Linked DNA regions of Mus musculus: regions 1, 2 and 4 are each linked to region 3. Evidence: chromatin contacts called from public HiCAR-type, HiChIP or PLAC-seq and promoter capture Hi-C data. All regions are on one chromosome and are shown on one strand. Each heading gives the region's core, a stretch centred on a gene start, on an enhancer-like site or on the middle of the called end of the contact. The rest is flanking DNA. Distances are from core to core; before and after follow the strand shown.

What was found. Promoter capture Hi-C pulls out the DNA fragments that hold promoters and counts their contacts. HiCAR-type assays count read pairs that join an accessible place to other places. HiChIP or PLAC-seq counts read pairs in DNA pulled down with a chosen protein or histone mark.
Region 1: an H3K27ac HiChIP or PLAC-seq map of embryonic stem cells shows a contact between it and region 3, with 5 times the contacts expected there. The contact joins the promoter of Glyctk here to the promoter of Ackr4 in region 3. A contact is called at or near these places in 2 of 39 promoter capture datasets (embryonic stem cells and hippocampal neurons) and 2 of 115 datasets of contacts at active chromatin or transcription factors (both in embryonic stem cells).
Region 2: a contact with region 3 is called in a HiCAR-type map of astrocytes, with 2.5 times the contacts expected there. The contact joins the promoter of Pcbp4 here to the promoter of Ackr4 in region 3. A contact is called at or near these places in 2 of 39 promoter capture datasets (hippocampal neurons and liver) and 1 of 115 datasets of contacts at active chromatin or transcription factors (astrocytes).
Region 4: a promoter capture Hi-C map of hippocampal neurons shows a contact between it and region 3, with 4 times the contacts expected there. The contact joins the promoter of Tex264 here to the promoter of Ackr4 in region 3. A contact is called at or near these places in 2 of 39 promoter capture datasets (hippocampal neurons and liver) and 1 of 115 datasets of contacts at active chromatin or transcription factors (embryonic forebrain).

Annotation. Positions count from the first base shown.
Region 1 is chr9:106,156,726-106,159,425 of GRCm38.p6, forward strand. Glyctk (glycerate kinase) reads right to left here and starts at 1,413. Exons shown (of 4, transcript NM_174846.4): 1 at 764-1,413; 2 at 420-571. The coding sequence starts at 1,140. It overlaps D030055H07Rik (a long non-coding RNA gene), which reads left to right. Exons shown (of 7, transcript XR_003948237.1): 6 at 268-509.
Region 2 is chr9:106,452,483-106,455,182 of GRCm38.p6, forward strand. Pcbp4 (poly(rC) binding protein 4) reads left to right here and starts at 1,356. Exons shown (of 13, transcript NM_021567.5): 1 at 1,356-1,525. It overlaps Abhd14b (abhydrolase domain containing 14b), which reads left to right. Exons shown (of 4, transcript NM_029631.3): 4 at 1-436.
Region 3 is chr9:104,125,257-104,127,956 of GRCm38.p6, forward strand. It overlaps Ackr4 (atypical chemokine receptor 4), which reads right to left and starts at 1,387. Exons shown (of 3, transcript NM_145700.2): 1 at 1,163-1,387. It overlaps Acad11 (acyl-Coenzyme A dehydrogenase family, member 11), which reads left to right. Exons shown (of 20, transcript NM_175324.4): 20 at 1,326-2,400. The coding sequence ends at 1,440.
Region 4 is chr9:106,684,603-106,687,302 of GRCm38.p6, forward strand. It overlaps Tex264 (testis expressed gene 264), which reads right to left and starts at 1,350. Exons shown (of 6, transcript NM_001081654.2): 1 at 1,233-1,350; 2 at 327-393.

The sequences.
Region 1 (2,700 bases), core at 163-2,662, 2.0 Mb after region 3:
CCAGATCCCAGGAGAAGCTTGCTAGCAAAGTGCTTGCCTAGCCTGTGTGAAGCCCTGAACTCTATCCCCAATACCCCCCAAAAATTTTTGTTTTTAAATTTAACTAAGAAAGAGCAAGAAAAAACAGCAAATAAGCAAGAAGAGAGATCCATGGGGTCTGGAAACTCAGCTTCAGGAGCACGAATGACACCGCTGCAGACAGCAATGTCTTCCAAAGGTTCTGATGTGTGTCAGTGTTAGTACCCAGCTGTGCCTTCACCATTACAGATGTTCAACAGGGTGAACTTCCAGCTGAGGAGAGGTGACCAACCTGACACCACTCACTAGGTACCCTCCAGGTTCCTCACTGTCTGCCATGGTCCTGACTTCACCCTGTGACCATATGGTACTCGGGGCACCCCTGTCGGCTGGTCCCACACCTGAGATGAGCACCAGCAGCAGGTCATCTGCAGTGAGCCCCTCTGCCAGCTGCTGGATGGTCAGCGCGGCCCGGAGTGCATCCCGATCCGGTAAGTTGTCCTCGGCGCCCTCGAACACCTGGATGCGGCTGTGTGGCTTCAGCAGCATCTCTCTGAGAAGGGAGAAGGGATGGGGGTGGGCTCCTCTCCTCCGACCTGACTTCTCAGCTGTACAGGTGAAAGCGGCCCACTGATAACCCATTTAGAAACCAGGCCAGACCCAGGAGATAGGGAGATCAAAGAGGAAGGGAGGTGTTCTTCCAAAGGACAGTAGAGGGCGTCCCCCTGCGCCCATAGACTCTTACTTCTTTCCAGCATGTTCCATAGCGGCTCGGATCCCCTTGGGTACGCTGATCACACCCTGCACAAGATGCTGAGCCAGCAGCTCCTCGGCAGCAGCTGCCATGCCCAGTACGGCCTTGCCGAAGCCCACTAGGTAGAGGTTTTCCCGCAGCTGGAAAGTCCGGTCCCGCACCTTCAGCTGTCTGCCACTAGGATCCAGGGACAGTGTCCTCTGCAGCATGGGGCCTGGCTGCACAGCACCCACTGCACTATCAAACAGCTGCCGTGCCTGTTCTGCCAAAGCCATACCACTGGTCATCCGGGCCACTGGGGGCCCCCAGAGGAGTGGACGGGATGGGGCTCGGAGGAGACAGGGCAAGACCTGTAGGGCCGCAGCCATGCCCCGCTTCTCTCAGCACAGCCTCGTGTCCATAGCTGCCTAGAGAGGGAGGAGAAGGAGTGAGGCCACGGACAGAACCCCACCATCCATCATGGCCACCCCTCCGAGGGCTCAGGACTGGCGGACTCCATAACCTGAAATGAAACCTGGAGAAGTCATGAAGCCTGCAGCAAACCTGATCTTACACCAGCCCTGAAAGCCCAGCCCTGATGCCCAGCCACGTCCTCTTCTGTAGACCACACACCAGTCTTCTGGACACTCTGCTCCAAGTCCAAAGTTCCTGTTAAGTGGACCTTCCTCCTAGGTCACCTCCTTTGCCTAGAAGTTAATCATTCATGAAGGACGCCGTTCCTACCAGCAGGCCCCTGGGCCATTCTTCTTCCACATCCTGTACTTCCAAAGCCCTCACACCACGGCAGTGCCCCCTTTCTGGCATTTATGCCTTAGACGTTCCTTTACCACTTCTACTGCCAAGAAAAAAAAAAAAAAAGGCTATTGGTTGTCTAGCCAACTGACCCGGAGTCCATTGACCTCTAGCCTGCTCTGTTAGCTCATACAACCAGTCTGGCAAAGCTGGGTCCATGTGGAAAGGCTGCAGATTTACCAGTGCACACAGCCTAAGGAAGCTCAGGACTCAGGCTAGTTCAGCAAGTGGTCCAGGCACGAATCAAGAGTAACCACAAATCTCACTCAAGGTCAGACCTTCAGCAAGTCCCCAGGTTATAAGCAAAAGGACATGTGCTATGGGGCTCAATCTATAGGACAAGACCAGACACCCTTGTCCCCATACAGCTGGTCATGATCAGCCTTGCCAGGAACATCCCTTTCTGGCTCCATGATAGCAAAAAACAAGTCCTGAGTTACACCCTTCACAACAAAAACAGCCCAGTGCTAGAGCAGGCAAAGGCCGGGTTCCAGTAATGAAGCCCAAACAATCATTTTCTCCACTGGGCAGAGTGAAGGACAGAAAGGTCTTGGGGTAAAGGTCGGGAAGCTACAGCGTAACTATACAGGAACAATAAAAGACTCAGCTGCAAAAAGATATCTAAGTTTAGGGACAGGAGGGTACTGAAGACTGTGCCCGGGCTGTCCATGTAACGAGCGAGCATGCGCTCTACCACTGAGCTACATTCAAGCCCCTAAAAAGGTAGAAAGACAACTGTATCCGTAAGCATGGGTGGAAGAGGGCGGAGTCTAGGGATGGGGTTCTAGCTTTTTTTAAAGCGTGTATTAGTATATCTTTTCTCACACTGAGCTCATTTGCAAGATGTGGGACACAATGAAGCCTAACTCTCACTTTTCAAGGGAACTTGAAAGTGTAGTCCTGTGGGAGAGACCTTCCCTAGCATGCATAAAGTCATCCAGTTCTCCATAGTGCTTGGGAGACTGACGCTCGTATTTTCCTGACACCTAGGGCTTTCTGATTCTCTGTACAAGCTGACAGAGAAAACTCCAGGTAACAGTTTATCCCACTCCTAAACAACGTAGCGCCTGCCAAACCTCCGCCATTTAGCCTTGTAGTTCCCAGCTAGCTTTCCCAGAAACTACTGTTTGTAAAAA
Region 2 (2,700 bases), core at 106-2,605, 2.3 Mb after region 3:
ATTCCTTCTGCCGCCCACCCCCCTTAGACCACAGACAGCATATGGGTATTGCTTGTTTAGATCCATCCCACACCCAGACAGAACCTTTCCCTTGGGAGCAGCACAGGGGTCCCACATTCTTGTGTAGTTTGCACAGGTACATGTGCAGTTTCCTGAAGGATGGAGGGAATCTTTGTAAACAGAGATCCACTTGCCAGGATAAAAATGTGGCCACCGCTAGATTTCTCTTACCTACCCGTTGCAACTGGTCCCAGACCAGAATGGCCTCCTCAGAAGGGGAGGTGCTCTTCAAATCTCCCTTAGGGGCTGCATACCTCCCCAGGTAATCAAGCACGGATCTTCTCAGCCAAGCCCATTTCCTGCCCTGAGGTTTGGGAGTGGGATAAGGAGAGGAGACCGACTTCGGAGGTCCCTGAAATAAAGTGATACAATTAGACCTCACATGCTTTTGCTGTCTCCGGAGCGCCGCCCCTCCCCCTTCCCCTTGGGACTGCCACTGTGGGCTCCTCCCCCACCCTGGCGGGACCAAATGGTCCCCCTGCCCTTTGTCCACTAGGCCAGATGGAGGGAAAGGGAGATTGGATTCCCCTCCCCACCCACATACATCCAGGTGCCAAGAGACTCAGCTGAGGGGGGAGGTGTAGGTCAGTGGGACCTATATGAGCCGATTACTGAAAGGGGGAGAATATCTGCTCTGAGATGGGGGAAGGGCAGGCTCAATTCCCCCCCCCCCCCACACACCCACCCACACACATATACACACACACACACAACCTATCCCTTTCCTAGTAAAGGAGTTAATGGCACTCTGACCCTAGCTCCAAAAGGAATTTGGCAGGAGATTGGAAGGATCACGGGACAGGTTGTTTAAGGGCCAAACGGCTCTCATGCCCCTCCTCCAGCTGGTCGGGTAGCCTCTCCTGGGAGGACCAGGACCAGGGTCGGACAGTGCGGACGCCGGAGGTAGCGGGTCTAGGTGGGCTGGACCCCGGAGTGAAGGATGGTGAAGAAGCAAGAGCCGGGGCAGGGCAGAGGGCTGTGGGACAGAAGCCGGGAGGCGCGGCCAGGACTGAGATGAAGGCTGCGGGGAGCTCCGCAGAAGCGCTGGGCGGGAAGGACAGGCCGGGAGAGAGCCATACAGGGAGGATCCGGGGCCCCTGGTGAGCCGCATGGGAAGGGTCCATCGCTCCCTCCCGGAAACGACGGATGCTCGGGGCGCCGGACCGCGCGGGGCGGGGCGGGGCGGGGCGGGGCGGGCGGCTGCGGCACTGGGGCTGCTGGGGCGGGCCCGCCGCGCTGTAATCGGATCCGGGGAGGGGGCGGGGCGGGGCCGGGCCAGGCGGGCCGGGGGGTGGGGGTGGGGGGGCGCGGAGCCGGGCTCCGGGCCGGCCGGGCTCCGCGCCTGTCAAACCCCTCATTGTTCGCAGCTGATGTCACTCGCAGTTGTGAGCGGCCGCCTTTCCCGGGGACAATGTGGGACTGAGCGGCCCAGCCGCTGCCGCCGCCGCAGAACAGCCCCAGCGAGGTAAGGCGCGGGCCGGGCGGGGCACCGCGGGCCATTGAAGTTTGGGGGTTCGCTGGGGGGGGGCGGGGAATCGGCTCCAGTGTGCACCCGATCGCGGTCCTGGGGGGGGGGGCGCTGCGAAGAACACGTTTTCTGTCCAATGCGGCTGAGGCCTGTACAGGTGGGGGGCGTTGGTTTTCCAGGGGAACACCCCACTACAGGGAGGGGTTTCTTGGACCTTGGGTACCAGGTTTGAAGCTCTCATCCTGTTTGCCGTTTCTGTCCTTTGAGCTCTCAGTTCTGGACCTCATGTCCCGGGTTCGGGTTCTACTTCGTCCCTGTTCTCATCTGCCACTCTCTGCAGCTCCTGGCTCTCACACACACCCCTTCCCATTCTCTGCAGTCCTTCGGGGAGCCAGACACAGACCTCCAGGCCAAGGTGGATGGAGATAGTTGGGAGCACAGTGTTCTCCCCCCTTCCTGTGGCTCTTCATCTCCAGCTCTGACCTAGCTTCTTGGCTGGGGTACTGGGGATGGAGGTGAAGGGACTCCGCCACATACTTAAACCTGGCCTTCAGGCATCCCTGGCTAGGAGAGGGAGGTGCCCACCTCCTCACACTCCTAAACCAGGCCCGCCATCTTGAGACCTGTGGCACCCAGAGCCCCGCCCCACCCCGGCACCCAAGGGAATGGTCCTCCAGGGGATGTACCTTGGTCCTTTCACACCCCTTCTCTCAGAATGTGTGGCTTTGGGTTCCCACCAAGCCAAAGACGTTACCTTCTCCCTGGACCAACAAGGCATGTGTCCCCAGGGTTCCTGTCTTCCCTATAAACACACTAAGCTTTGGTCAGGAGTTATCTCTGGCGTTCAGTGTTCAGTGGGGTCACCCTGGTGGCCTCAGGGCCAACATCTGGGAGGGTCTATTGTTTTTTCCATTTGAGAGTATTATCTTTCTAGGTCCTGGAACCCCTTCTTGTTTCAAAGCACCCCTATCCCAGCCCCCACCCCGTAGCCTTCATCAGCACGCAGGCTCAGGCTGCCCAAACACAAGGGGATTGTTCTCTTTGCATGCTCAGGGTGGGGGGCTGGGAGCGGGCGGCCCACACACCCTGGCAGGCCCAGGCTGCAGAGAGGATGGCTTGCCCCACCCTGTGTCCCCAGACAGGCTCTGTCCACCCGCCCACTCTCCTCCAGC
Region 3 (2,700 bases), core at 137-2,636:
TTCCATATACGTATGCAACCTGCAGGGATGGACTGCATGGGAGCAAAAAAAAATATTTATATAGCCCAGGCTAGCCTCAAACTCACCTTGCTATGTAGCACAGGAAGACCTTGGACTTCTGATGTCCCTCTTGTCCCTAACTCTTAAATCCTGGGCTTGCAGGCATGTGCTATCTTGCCTGGCTTTTATATGCAGTGCTGGAATCAAATTCAGGGCCCCTGTATGCTAGATTGTCACTGTGCCAAAAGAGCTACCCTCAGCCAACTGAAGTGCTTTCTTTTACTTGTCATTTGTAAGGCTGGCCTGATGGTCAGAGTCCCCGGGCTTTTCTTGCCTTGGAAAGCCATTCTCCTTCGTTTCTAAAGGCTGGCTCTGCTGGGCGTTATAATAGTCTTGTATCACAGTTACCTCCTTTTAGGACTTAGAATGCATTCCTTCCTGGCCTATGGGTTTTCTGCTGAGAGCTAAGCTGTTAGTCTAGAAAGGTCACCCCTGCATGTGGCTGTCATTTTCCTCTTGCAGATGCTGCAACTCCTACTTTGCCTTTGTACCTTTGACAGTTTAAGTATATTATGCCATGGTGAAGGTCTTTTCTGATCATGTCTATTTGATGTCCTATTTGTCTTTATTATTTCATTAAATGAATTTTATATCCTCTGAACTTTTTTCCTTGCCTCCGAGTATCCTAAAATGCATTCAGTGTCCCCAGGGCCCCAAATGTACTCTTCCTTTGTGTGCCTGTGTTTCTGTGGAGCAATGCAAAAGGGAGTTGAGAGGAACTTTCTGTCCTTGGGTTCAGTTCCCTCCCAGGCACCAGAGACCCTGACTGGTCAGCATATGCCCATGCCTGGTCCCTCTGCGCCGCTGAGGCCGGGAGCACCAGTCGCAGCAGCCTTCCCTGAGGAAGTCCTTCCACCCAGTGGGGATTACTGCCTAGTCTAAGGCCTTCTGCTCTCACTGTTGGGGTGCCCCCACACAAAGAAAGCCACACCCACTTCTGGCTTTACTTCTGAACTGCCACAATGTCCCCACTCTTGCATGGCCCATAGAAACAGTGGATCTCTCTGATTCTACCACCAAAGTTCTTAGTCACAGGAAAGAATCTCCGCGCCCCCCCCCCCACCATAGTGTCAGCTACCAACCTGACATAGTCCCGAGTTACCTTCGCCTCTGGGTAGCCATCTTGAATCTCCCTGAGCTGAGATCTTTAAAATGGCAGCTTCAGAAGCCTTTGGCCTTTCTCTTCATGTTCCTTTTCCTTGGTTTGGAGTGAGCATGACATGACGGTGTTGTGCTCTCTGATAACTCTGACCCCATTCTCTCAGGTACGCCATCATACGCACCCTGCGCTTGGCAGACGGCCCTGACGAAGTCCACCTCTCAGCGATCGCCAAGATGGAGCTTCAGGACCAAGCCAGACGGTTGACAGCCAGGATGTGATGGAGCAACCCGGGGCACACTCTTGACCAGCTCAAAACTTACATCTCACATCTCTTGAGTAGTTTGAGCACAAGGCTAATTATTCACCCATGGTAAAGATTTTAGCATCTATTTCGATCACTGGGTTTTATAATGTTAAGTAAGGATCACACAGACGTGAGGTAAATAGGAAACCCCATAACTGCCATTGAGTCTGGTGTCTAATGGGTTAGCATTCACTTTATACACATGACCTGTGATGAGGTCACACTGAGAATGGTAGAGCTATTTCTGGAATTCAGCCAAGTGAATAGACACCCCAGGCCTAAATAACCTTGTTCTGAAATACTTGCAGCTGTACCCCTTTTAGCAGTGTTTTGGAGCTTAATTTAGCACCTCAGAGAAAGCAATAGCTTGAAGATTTCGGAGTTCCCAATAAGCCTCTTTCTAACCCAACAGGAAGTAGTTCTGGTGAAATCTCATGCAGGTGAAAGCTCACAAGGAAGTGTAGCCTGTTAGGAGAACAGGCGATCAAGGCCACTTAGGTTACATAGAAAAAGCTGAGGAGATCCGTAACTAATCGGTGCTATGTCAGAGCTCCACAGCTCCCTGGGAGCTGGTCTGATCAGGCGAGACATGTTCTGACAGCTCTGCAGTGCCACTGTGGGTCACCACAGCCCTCTGCATCGAAATGTCACCGGCACAGCAGAGGACAGCCGTTAGCTACAGTTGGAAAGGTTTGAGTTGGTGGTCTGCTTTATCAAGTAAGGATGTTTTGAAATCTCGTCACAAAGAGAAATATTTTAAATCAAAATTTGGCATCCAAATAAACACAGTAAGTGTTTACATACTGGATTTTGAAAACTTAACTGAAAATAATATAAAATATCTACTAGATAATACCTTTACATATTGAGCCTACATCGAATTATATTTTGGAAATACTGTATTGAATAAAATATACCCCAGTCTTCTCTGTTTCTTATTGTCATTTTATGGTGTGAATACCATTGGAAAAATAGCTAGGAAATTTAAAAAATTTTTCAAACCAAATTATTTTCAGTCCTAAAAGTCTTTAACTTTTTCATCAGAAAGTGTGCTCATGGTGTTCGATGGTGTGTGGCCAGAGATCCTGTTTCTTCTTGGGGGCTGTGGAGGGAAAGCCAGGATCTACCACAGGCCTGGACTCAGAGCTGTGTCATGTGGACCTTTCAGCTTGTGCCTCTGGGCCCTCACCTCCCTCTATCTCATTTCCTTTTGATACAGAAAGGCCACCTTTTT
Region 4 (2,700 bases), core at 100-2,599, 2.6 Mb after region 3:
AACAGTCTAACCGCCGTTCACTGACAGTTTTTCCCTCCTCTGGTTTCCAAAAAGGCACTTCATCTTTTGGCCCTCGCTTATCTCAAGGCTAGAAGCTCTCAATATCTAGGCCATAGCCTGTCTTGGGAGTGACAAGCACTGCCACACACTTCTGTTTAAGGGAACTTAGCTCCCAACCTGTCTCTTCCTTCCACTTCGCAAACTGTTCAGAAAAAGGGGGCTATGTTTCTGCCCATCCCCAGAGCTTTGGTCAGCCAAGGAAGAAGTAAGGCAAATTTCCCCACACCCAATAGAGAAAGGCGAGGACAGGGGATGGGAAGGCTCACCGAAAAAGTCAGGCTCACTTTTAGCAACTCATAGCATCCAGTCCAGCAGGGCTCCAGTACTCCGGCGCTAGGGGGGCAGAAAGGAACAGTCATCCCAGCCCTAGACACAGGCAGTGAGCAAAGCAGGCCCTGAGTAACCCTGTTCCAGGGAAAGCCCACAGAACGGGGACCCGTCTACAAACGCGCCAACCCCACCCTCAGATCGCGCGGGGGGGGGGGGGGAGTCAGGCCAAGTCCAGCTTCACAACGTCATGCCTATGATCTTCACTGGGCCCGACTACCACACTTGGCGCCAACGCAACCCCTGCTGCTGACCTTGGGCAGCGTGTGCCCTCTCTTGGGCCTCAGTTTCCACTAATGTCAGAGGTGCAGGGTAGAGATGACTTCCTTGGCCCGCAAGCGTCGGAGTAGGGACTAGGCGCAGGCTTCCGGAGGCCGCTCACGTGCGCTCTGCGGAGGGCCGGGCCCTTAAAGGGACCTGCGCCGGCGAACTTGGGTGCTAGCAGCCGGGGGGCCTTGGGGTCGCCGCTTCGTGCTGTCGGCTTCCTGCCGCCCCGGCTCGCTTCACGGCCTCCTGCACCTCTGCAACTTCAGACACGCTAAAGTTTGGAGCGGCGACGCGACGCGCGGCCACAGGCAGCGCTGCTGAAAGGTGAGGGCCCCGCCCGTTCCCCTCTAGTCCCACGGACCCCGGACGTTCCCGCACCCAGCACCGAGGCAGGATCCGCGCCGAGAGGTCAGGACCGCCTCCCCGTCGCTTTCAGGCCCGGGAAGCAGGCTGGGCCAGCAGTGAGTCAGACGCGGGGCAGAGGGCGGCTCAGGCCGCGGGGAGCAGGCGGGAGGGGATGAGGGGGAGCCCCGGCAGACACCCCGTCGGGAACGCCTCGCCTCTGGCCCCGCCCTCACCTCAGCGGCGGCCCCACGGACGCGGACGGGCGCCGGAGGAAGATAGGGGCTCAGTCGTGGAGCCTGTGTGCGCTTGCCCCTCGCGCTCGCTCCGCCCCTTTCGCGGCGGGACGTGACCGTGGCTGTGGGCGCGTGCGCTCCAGATTTGGAGGGCGGAGGCCTGCCCCGCCCCGTCTCCTTGGTAACATGCACGCCTCCCCCGCCGCCTCCCCCCCCCCCAGCTGGGTTGGGCCCACAACACACATTCCTGCTTCCAATGAAGGGGAACTCCTGAAGGTGATCAAGCAACAACCAACCAATACCCCAAGGTATCCTGGCCGACAGGGAGGGAAGGGAAGGCGCAGGGGTGAAGGCGGGCTCCAAGCACCGGGAAAGTCAGCCTGTTTGCCTGCTCCAGAAGCCCAGGAAGCCAAAGCGGGACTGAATAGTGTTTGTGCATTTTAGAGAGGATCCGCACAGCAATGTCGGCCTCTTACTAACTGAACCAGTCTTACTCTCGCCACCTTCCCTCAGAACCTTCTCAAGTCTGGCCGCTTGCTCAGGTCTTAACAGCTGAGGAAGCTATGGATAAACAAAAGATGCTCTGAACAATCTCTGGAGAATGCAAATTTAAGTGTCTTCACTCAGCCACCCATCAGGGATTCTCTGAGCATAGGGACGACCATCCCTCCATCCAACCTTTATTATGGAAACACTGAGTGAACCAAATGAAAGCCTTGGCCTCCGGAAGTTCACTCCAGGGAACACCTCTTTTCAAAGCTTCTACTTCACAGCCCTGGCTGTGGTTGCTGGGAGTTTCTACTAAGTTAATATAACTTAGGTAACTCCCAAGTCAAGGGTAAGCTCCTTCAATACAGGTTCAATCTTGAGCTAGGATCTGATGACCTATGAATCTCAAAGCACTGTACTGAGGGCACCTCCTGAGACGCCCAGATCTATGCTGGAAGTGAGGAAGGCCACTATGCTTGTAAACTTGGCTGTTTATAAATCTTGATGCCAGACAGGCTGGGCCAAGGACTATATTAGTACTTCTGACAAGATTGCTTTATGGAAAGTTGATCACCCAAAGAGCATATAAGATGACTTTGGAAAAAGCCAGCAGCCATGGGGTAACATGTGATCTTGAATGTCATCCACAAGACAAATGTCCCAATGCTGTAGACAGGCTGGTAAGAAAAAGCAGCTAGCTACTCAAAAGTCTTCAAAGTAGAGAGGGCAGGAAAGTCATTATAGCTATTTTACCGTGAACATCAAACATGGTAATGATTGGCTGCTTCGGGCAGGTGGGCTGTACACTAGATAGGGTTCTTGAGACACGAAGGGCACATGGCCCAGGTTCAGAGCACATGTTAATTCTGTCTCTCTGAAACTCATTAGCCTGTGTCAGGAAATGACTGTCAGGAGACACTCTTTCTTCATCCTGCTGTCTTGGCTCACTTCCCTTAGCCTGGGTGGGAACTCTAGAACT